2 separate regions of the Gossypium hirsutum genome follow, and region 2 is linked to region 1. Evidence: chromatin contacts called from public Hi-C data. All regions are on one chromosome and are shown on one strand. The core of a region is the stretch at or near the end of the contact, and the rest is flanking DNA. Distances in the headings are between cores, read along the strand shown.

Region 1 (4,232 bases), core at 633-3,132:
CAAAGTACTTCACAGAAAACAATCTTGCCTTCCACTTTGTAGGAATTCATGGAACCAGTGATACAATATTTTGAAAGATCTTGGCTGGCGCCTGCAGAGTAGTTGGCAGCGTCTCCTCCCCAAATCAAGGGATATGTTTTTCCATAAAGTTCAAAGCTGTTAATGGAAAGTCCCTTCAAGAATTAAGAACAAAAGTCAGCCATGATTAGCTGGAGGAGAAGGAACAAAACACTTAAGTGATTGCCGTTCTACTCACAGTGAAAGCTTTCCCATTGCCAAGTACTGCTTTGGCAACAAATTTTCGGTCAATGGTGCTCGCAGCAACAGTCAATGTCCAAGGCGCATAATTAGAAACTGAATATGGCCATGGTCCAGAATTACCAGCAGAACTTGATGTCAATATACCATATTTCATGGCATGGAAAGCGCCAATGGCTATAGGGTCTACATCATAAGGTACTGGAAACACTGAACCGAGGGACACTGATATTATATCGACACCATCGGCTATGGCATCGTCGAATGCTGCAAGGATATCAGCAGCTCCACAACCAAAGGACCAGCAAACCTTGTACATGGCAATCCTTGCACCAGGGACCCCACCCCTTGCGGTTCCATTAGCTAGTCCATAGTAGCTTGCTCCGGGCACCCTGTCACCGGCTGCAGTTGAGGATGTATGGGTCCCATGCCCCTCAGAGTCTCTAGGAGACTTCAAGTCACCTTCATAGTACCAGTTCTCACTGTTGTAGTAACGGCCTCCAATGATCTTGCTGTGTTGACAAATTCATATTATTAGCTGACTGGATTGAATAGTAAATGCTTTTTATCTAAAAATTTAGAAAATTATTTAGAATCCTTTTGGCCTTATACATATTCAATTTCTTGACGATTCAATTGGTGTGAAGGGGAGAAAGGGAGCTCACTTATTGCAGGTAAAGTTGGCCCCTTGACATGTTCCTTTCCATTTGGAAGGTGGAGCACCAAGTCCTTGGTCATTGAAGCTCTCATGCTCGGGCCAGATGCCTATAAACCAAAGACCCCCAATGAAGTCAGCTTGACGTCTTGATATTTGATAAAGCTATGTGGGTCTACATATTTAAGTTATTTACCTGTATCAAGGAGCCCAATGACAACATCACCTTGTAGCTGGGCTCCCACATTGGTCTGGCTGAGACCAAGGAAGTCCCACGACCTTGTAGTATGAAGCTTTAGTATATGGTTTGGAATCACTCTAACTACTCCATCCATCTCTGCACCCAATTTATATTTCGTTTAGCATGGATCAATCATGAAAATGATTGCTTCTAATTTTAGCAATCAATGAATCATGTCTTGTTTAACCATTTCACCTGAGAACTTTTGAACTTCTTCCTCAGTTAGCTTAGCCGCAAATGCATTGAAGTTACCATAACTATAGACTAGGGATTCTTGGGCTGATGAAGACCTGTGATAGATTAAACCAAAATGTTTAATCATTGGAAGCCATGTCTTTGTCAAGTTCTGTTTATTACTTTAACAAATAAACGGTTTTTTTTCTTATGGGTTGTTGTATTAGTAAAAAGAAGGAAAAAAAAGAACCTTCCAAGGACGCTTGTAAGCATAGAATGATGGGTTGCTTTAGCAGAAAAATCTCCCTTGGGCCTGTCTCCCATGTACACAATGTGAACCTATATATATACACATATACAACACAAGTGATCAACAGCTACCCCAAAATAACAGCCAGTTCCAAAATTATGGGTAACAACACAAACAAAAGGCTTTACTTTTCTCTCGTTGGCATTGGCTGCATGAGAATTCAACAGCAATGCTGCAAATAATGTGGAGTAAAGGAGCCAAGTCATCAGCCCTGTCTTCGCCATTCATAAAACAAACTAGCTTAATTAACCTTGATGAGACTTGTGTCAATTACTTGCGAAGGAAATGTATTTATAAGGGGTGATTTAGATTAATCGTTTTGTCCGCTCATTATTTCTTAACTGGCAGCAGGCCATCTTTGTTGCTTTCGATTTTATGAATATTATCGCCAATCTATTATCTTTAGGACATCATTTAACGTGAAACAAAAAAAGATTATTCATCTTCTTCGTCTCTATTTTGGTATCTCCGAATATGTTATATTGTTCTTCGTGGATTATGAGGAAGTAAAGCAATACGTACCAGTTCATCCAATCAAATGAACTAGGTAAAACGAGTAATTAGGGTGATTGTGAAATTAATTAAAAAATTTTAATAATCTCAAACCATAGTAACTTAAGTTGGCATAGTTCTTATAAGCTCTTAGCTATTGAATTAATTTGGTTATTAATCTGAAGCCATATCTAACCTAGTTCAAGTAATTAGTCTAATGGAATCACCAAAGCACTCTAGGTGGTTAGATCGTAATGAAATTAAAATTAACTAAACAAATAAATAAAAAGATCCAAAGAAAAAGAAAACTTAATGATTAAACCAAATAAACTGAAGTTGATCCCCAAAATCTTTAATCCAACCAAACCAAATACTGATGAAATAGAAAACACTAAGAAAAATATGAAAATTAGGTTTGAGAGACTACCAATTTTCTAACTATTAACCATTGCTTATTCTTCTAAATACATTGCTCATTTTTTAGGTTAATTCTCGATTAGGGTGAAGCCACTAAGATTTCGTTTGTTTCACCGACAATATTTTTTTTTAAATTTTCTTGTGTTTGTTTGATAGAAAACAGCATGATCAACGGAAAATGACTTACAGATCATCAAAAAATAAATCATTTTTCTTATAAAATAACTTACCCTTTTTAAAAGTATAAGTCATTCTTAAGAAAAGAACTCATTTACGTGTGATTTTATTTTTAAATAAAAATTAACTTAACTCCAACTTAATATTATTATATTAATAATAATTTTTTTTATTTTTAAAATATTTAATATTAATTAAATATTAATATAAAATATTATAATTTTTAATATTATTAAATATACATATTTAATTATCTATATCTAAAACATTAATATAAATTATTATTTTAATAAATTATTTAATATCTCAATTTTATTTTAATAATTAATTTTAAAAATAATAATTTTAAATAATATTCTCTATACATTATTGAAAAATATACAAAATTAATATTTTAATAATAAATGTTTTGTAGTATAAATGTGAAATTATGTCATAAGTCTATGTACTCTTCACAAATTTAGAATTTAGTCCATGTACTTTTATTTTCAAGAATTTAGTCCCTCTACTTTTCAGATTTAAATATCAAAGTCCAATTGCTAACATTGTTAATTTTTTTTATCAATTTTGTTGATGTCACATTAAAAAAAAAATACTTGGTATTCATGTAACTAAAAATTGACATTATAATAAACATAAATTTAACAAAATATTTTTAAAAATATTAACAGTTGAACTTGAATTTTGATACCTAAAAAGTAGGACCAAAAGTTTTTTGCGTGTACCGATTGAAGTCTTTTGAAATGAATTGCAAAATAAAAGCTTTCTCTTTAGGAGGAAAAAGCTCAATCCAAGAATCCTTTTTTTTTCTATAGCAAAATAATGCCCATTCAAACCAAAGCGAACGTATATAGAAGATTCATAAAAAAAACTATTTTTCTTCCACAAAAATAGTTTTTTATGCGTTTGTGTAACAACCCGTTTTTAGTGAAATCGTAATAGTAGTTTCGAGACTACAAATCCGAGTCCGAAAGAAAATTTATTTTGATATTATATTATAGTCTGCATTATGATAAGAATATCATATAAAAATTTTATTAAGAAAATTTTACCGTTTACGTGATTAATTGATAAAAGGACCAAATTGCATAAAATGCAAAAGTTGAATTCTAGTAGCTAAAAGGATCAAATAGCTATGGAATTCAAAATTGGAGATCCTTGTATGGCAAATAGACCATTAAGAGGAGTTAGTAGATAAGTTTGATGATTCATCCATGGAAAATTAAATAAACAAAAGGACTAAATTGGAAATAGAAATAATTAAAGATGATAAAAATCTAATATCATCTTGTCATCATCTTTCCCAAATCAAAATACATGGAAACCCTAGCTAAGAGAAAAGAACTCAAGCAATCTTATTTGGCTAATTGGGTAAGTAATCTTGTCTCGTTTTTAGTAATTTTTATATTTCCGAGATTGTAATAGCTTAATCTACCTATCTCGGGGATTAATTTGTAAAGTTATAAAAGTAATAGGGTTTTTCCATGGATGAATATGCATGAATTATG
Region 2 (4,232 bases), core at 1,046-3,545, 110 kb after region 1:
TATAACAAAAACATAACATATAAACTATCTCAACAAAATAAATACGAATATTATTATTATTTTAAAACGATAATAAGCAAAATGTATTGGTTTAAAATATAATATATATAATAACATGCCAACTTAATTATTGTCAAAAATATATATATTTTGCATAGAAGGATTCAAAAGAAATTTCATTTATAATATTTATAAAAAACATAAAATAAAATTTAAAACATAAACTCTTATTCCCAATTATAAAATCTTAAAAAATTAGAACATATAAACTATTATTCCTACTTTATCTTATAAATTCCAACTCAATGGTCTTATTCACAAATTCCATATCAATGGTTCTTATCTTTTACCTACATAAAAAATAAAAAATTTATATTAAAATAATCAAAATTCACATGCCAATTAAATTACATAAAAAATAAAACATTCTTTATACATAACATAAATAGGCTTTTTTACTTCAATAAACATTAAAAATAACTTATGAATGAATAAAAATATAAAATAAATACAAACATACGTTGATAGCTCTTTTTAACCAAATAATACCTTACAAAAATAAATTTAAAAATTAAATCTAAATTAAATCAACAATAACAACAAAAACCAATTAACATTTATTTATAACAAAAAAAATTACTAAATAAAACAATTTACCTTTTATGTTTTTTTTAAACACTAAATCTTCCCTAAACAACAATCTCTCCTTTCTTTTTCTATTTATTTATTTTTTCCTTCTCTTCCTCCTTCCCTCTCTCTATTCTGTTTTTTTTCTTCTTTTTCCCCTTCTCCTTCCCACTCTCTCCTCCTTCTTCTTCTTCTCTTCTTCAAAGATTTTCTTCTCTTTTTCGGCAAAAAATGGGACATTGGGGACCTTATAATGGTCCCCAAAAACACAACTCACGGGCATGCCATCCAACCCGTCCCATCGCTGACAAGCCACAAGTGTGCCACCTGTGGAAACGACGTGACCAGAGGTGTGCCGCCTCTCCAGCAGGCATGACCAGTATTGCTCAATTGTCCTGTCCCATCTATGACATCGGATCTAGTTTTGGGTTGGGTTTTGTTCGTATACAGGTCGTATTTGACCCCTATTTCTTTAGGTATTGTCTATTTAGTTGCCATTACCAATTTTTTTAATTATTTTTTTTCAATCAAATGTGTCAGTATTTTAGGGTGGTGCCGCCTATGCACCACCCTCCACTTGTTTGGATGTACCATTTTGGTACATAATTTATTTAACATATCATTTAAGTAATTTTTTTATAATATATAGATAAAAAAAAAGAAACACTCATTTGGGAGTTGCCAAGAGGGTTCTCAGGGTATGTGAAGGACAAAACAAGTGAATAGCTGAATTATTTAAAGGTAGGAAGTGTGAAGTTGACTAAATATTCTGAGAATGATTGGGCTGGGAGTTTGGATGACATTAAACATCTAAGTATGTTTTTAACCTTGGTTCAGGTGCAATCTGTTGGAGTTCCAAGAAGCAACAAGTTGTGGCTCAATCAATTGCAGAAGCAGAATATATTGTTGTTGTTGCTGCTGCAAGCCAAGCAATTTGGTTGAGAAATTTGCTTTCTAATCTTGGTTGAGCAAGAAAGTGTCACTGTTTTTTTGTGTGACAATAAGTCACTTATTTCCATTGCTAAAAATCCAGTTCAGCGTGGTAGAACAAAGTACATCAATGTAAAGTTTCATATTATTCGTGAGGTTGAGAGAAATTTACTGATTAAGATAGAATTTTGTTCTTCTAAGATGCAAGTTGTTGACTTGATGACAAAGTAGCTTTTTAAGGAATAGAATTTCTTTTATCAAGTGTGAGCTTGGTATGTTTAATATCAATCTCAAAGGTGGAGTGTTGATGTGTTTTGAGTTTAATATTGGAAATCAAATATACCTTTTGTGTGTTAGTTGCTTTAGGCCTTTAATAATAGGCAGCTGTAAGTTTTTCCGCTATAAGTATCTTTTACTTATGTTTTACGTTTTTTTCTAATCCAGTGCTAAGCAGCTGTAAAGTTTTTTTTTTAATGAAAAGGTTGTGTCTGTGAGAAGCTGAATAGACAGCCTTCTCCATTATTCAGAAAAATTTTGTTTTTCTTCTCTCTTCCTTTCTTCCCCTCTTTGTAACAAAATCGACACCAACATTCTTAAGAGATGTCTCGAAAGCATGTTCTTTTGGTTGTTGTCCCAGCCCTTTTGTTGGCCTTCCCGACTTTAATTATGCTTTAACTTCAATTATTCTGAGCACTGAGGCAGTATCACGGTATGAATTTCGAGGTTTGCACTGCTCATTCTCTCTACCTCGCTTTCCATTTCACTTATCATGAATCGCTTCCTTGGCCCAAACCGAACAGGCTGGGTACCTAATTCGAGCTCAAGAATACTATCATATTTCCCCCTCCAACCATGTGTTCCTTGACTATATTGGTCATGGTCTTTTCTCTTATTCTTAGCTTCAAACTCAATCACCAGGTTCTACTATTTCTTTAGAACCCCCATTTTTTTATATCTTCTACAAGTCAGTAAACCTGAATGACTCTCAGCTACTATATGGTGAGGGGGAAAAGTCAGAATTTCAACCTGATATTGGGAGATGGATCATGGCTTTCATGAATATCTCAGAAGCTAATTACTCCATGGTTCTCACTGCCAATCAATCTTCTGCTTTCAAGCTTCTGTCAGAGTGTCATCCCTTTCAATCTAATCAAAATCTACTCACAGTTTATGACTATCAAAATGAGGCTGTTGAAGTGATGACTGAAAGCTCCAAAAAAAGAGGAGCAAATGTCATGTCTGCTGATTTCTCCTTGCCTAATCTACAAATTCAATCAGAAAATTTGAGAAAGAAGATAAAGAAAAAAAGTACAAGAGACGAGGACTTATTATTTTTCCACTTCAATCGTGGGTCACAGGATCCAGATATTCGTATCTGGATGAGCCTGGCTCAAGAGAATGGGTGGCATGTGTTGCTTGATGCATCTGCATAAGGAGCAAAAGACATGGAGACCTTGGGGCTTTCTCTTTTCAATCCTGACTTCCTTATTTGTTCCTTTTTCAAGGTTTTTGGAGAAAATCCTCCAGGGTTTTGTTGCTTGTTTATCAGAAAATCCAGTGCTTCAATTTTGAAGGACCTAGCCACTGGTACAAATATTGTAGGAATAATGAATCTTGTCCCAGCATCACCACCTATTTCTAACATTGAAACCAAACTGAAGGTGGACAATGTTCTTGTTCAACAAATGGACGATGAATCTGGAACAGAAAAAAAAACAAAGACTGTTTCATTTTCTGAAATCGAAGAGGTAATAAATACATCCTTTGAACCAGGAACTACAGAAACCAACAATACCCCTAAAAGAAGAAATCCAAGAACCGAATGTAGAAGCTTGGATCATGCAGATTCATTAGGGCTGATACTAATCAGTAACAGGACAAGGAACCTGACCAATTGGTTGGTGAATGCATTGATGAGCCTTAAACATCCAAATTTAGAAAATGGAAATCCGGCAGTCCAAATCTATGGACCCAAAATAATGTTTGACAGAAGGCCCGCCGTAGCATTCAGTGTCTTCGACTGGGAAGGACAAAATCGATCCTGAAATAGTCCAAAAGCTGGCTGATAGAAACAACATTTCTTTAAGCATTGGGTTTTTGCAACACATTTGGTTCCCGGATAAAAATGAAGAGAAGGTATTGGAGACAAGAACAAGTGAAGCTCAAGCAAGCAAAAAGAGAGATACATTTCATCTGTAATATCTGTTGTTACAGCCGCACTTAGTTTTTTGACGAATTTTGAAGACACTTGTAGGCTATGGCCATTTGTTTCCAGGTTCCTTGGTGCTGATTTTCTAGAGAAAGAGAAATGGAGATACAAAGCTCTCAATCAAAAAACAATTGAAGTTTAGGTCTAACATTGATTATTCTTTCATTCTTACATGCTATATAAATATATATATGTTAGTACAAAACAGTTGAGATACTGAAATGATACAATATTACATAGCTGCAACACTTCTAAGTAATAGAAACATCTTTGGTGTTCTTGTTCGAAGTATTTTTTGTATTGCAATATTCTAGTGAAACCATTATACAAGCAGGCATTTTCAACGTATAACATCACTTCTTGTCTACTATAAGTATACCTATCTATATAACATACTGGTTAAACCTTGTGGTCAATGTCGAGCAAGGAAAAATGGAAATCAATACTGTTTTTAAGTGCTGAGAAT

What was found. A called contact is a pair of places that touch in the nucleus more often than the background predicts.
Region 2: a Hi-C map of leaf shows a contact between it and region 1, with 2.6 times the contacts expected there. The contact joins the enhancer-like site here to the promoter of LOC107927005 in region 1. A contact is called at or near these places in 6 of 34 Hi-C or Micro-C datasets (callus, hypocotyl and leaf).

The regions. Positions count from the first base shown.
Region 1 is chrA08:117,177,978-117,182,209 of Gossypium_hirsutum_v2.1, forward strand. LOC107927005 (cucumisin) reads right to left here and starts at 1,883. Exons shown (of 10, transcript XM_016857965.2): 1 at 1,767-1,883; 2 at 1,579-1,667; 3 at 1,350-1,444; 4 at 1,110-1,250; 5 at 924-1,023; 6 at 257-770; 7 at 1-173. The coding sequence starts at 1,862.
Region 2 is chrA08:117,283,441-117,287,672 of Gossypium_hirsutum_v2.1, forward strand. It overlaps the pseudogene LOC107926943. Among protein-coding and RNA genes, the nearest start is that of LOC107926944, 12 kb to the right of the region's middle. Within about 2 kb of position 2,296, at least 8 of the 9 cell types and tissues checked have an H3K27ac peak or open chromatin away from gene starts, as enhancers often do. A contact at or near this core is called in hypocotyl and leaf, where this site is marked.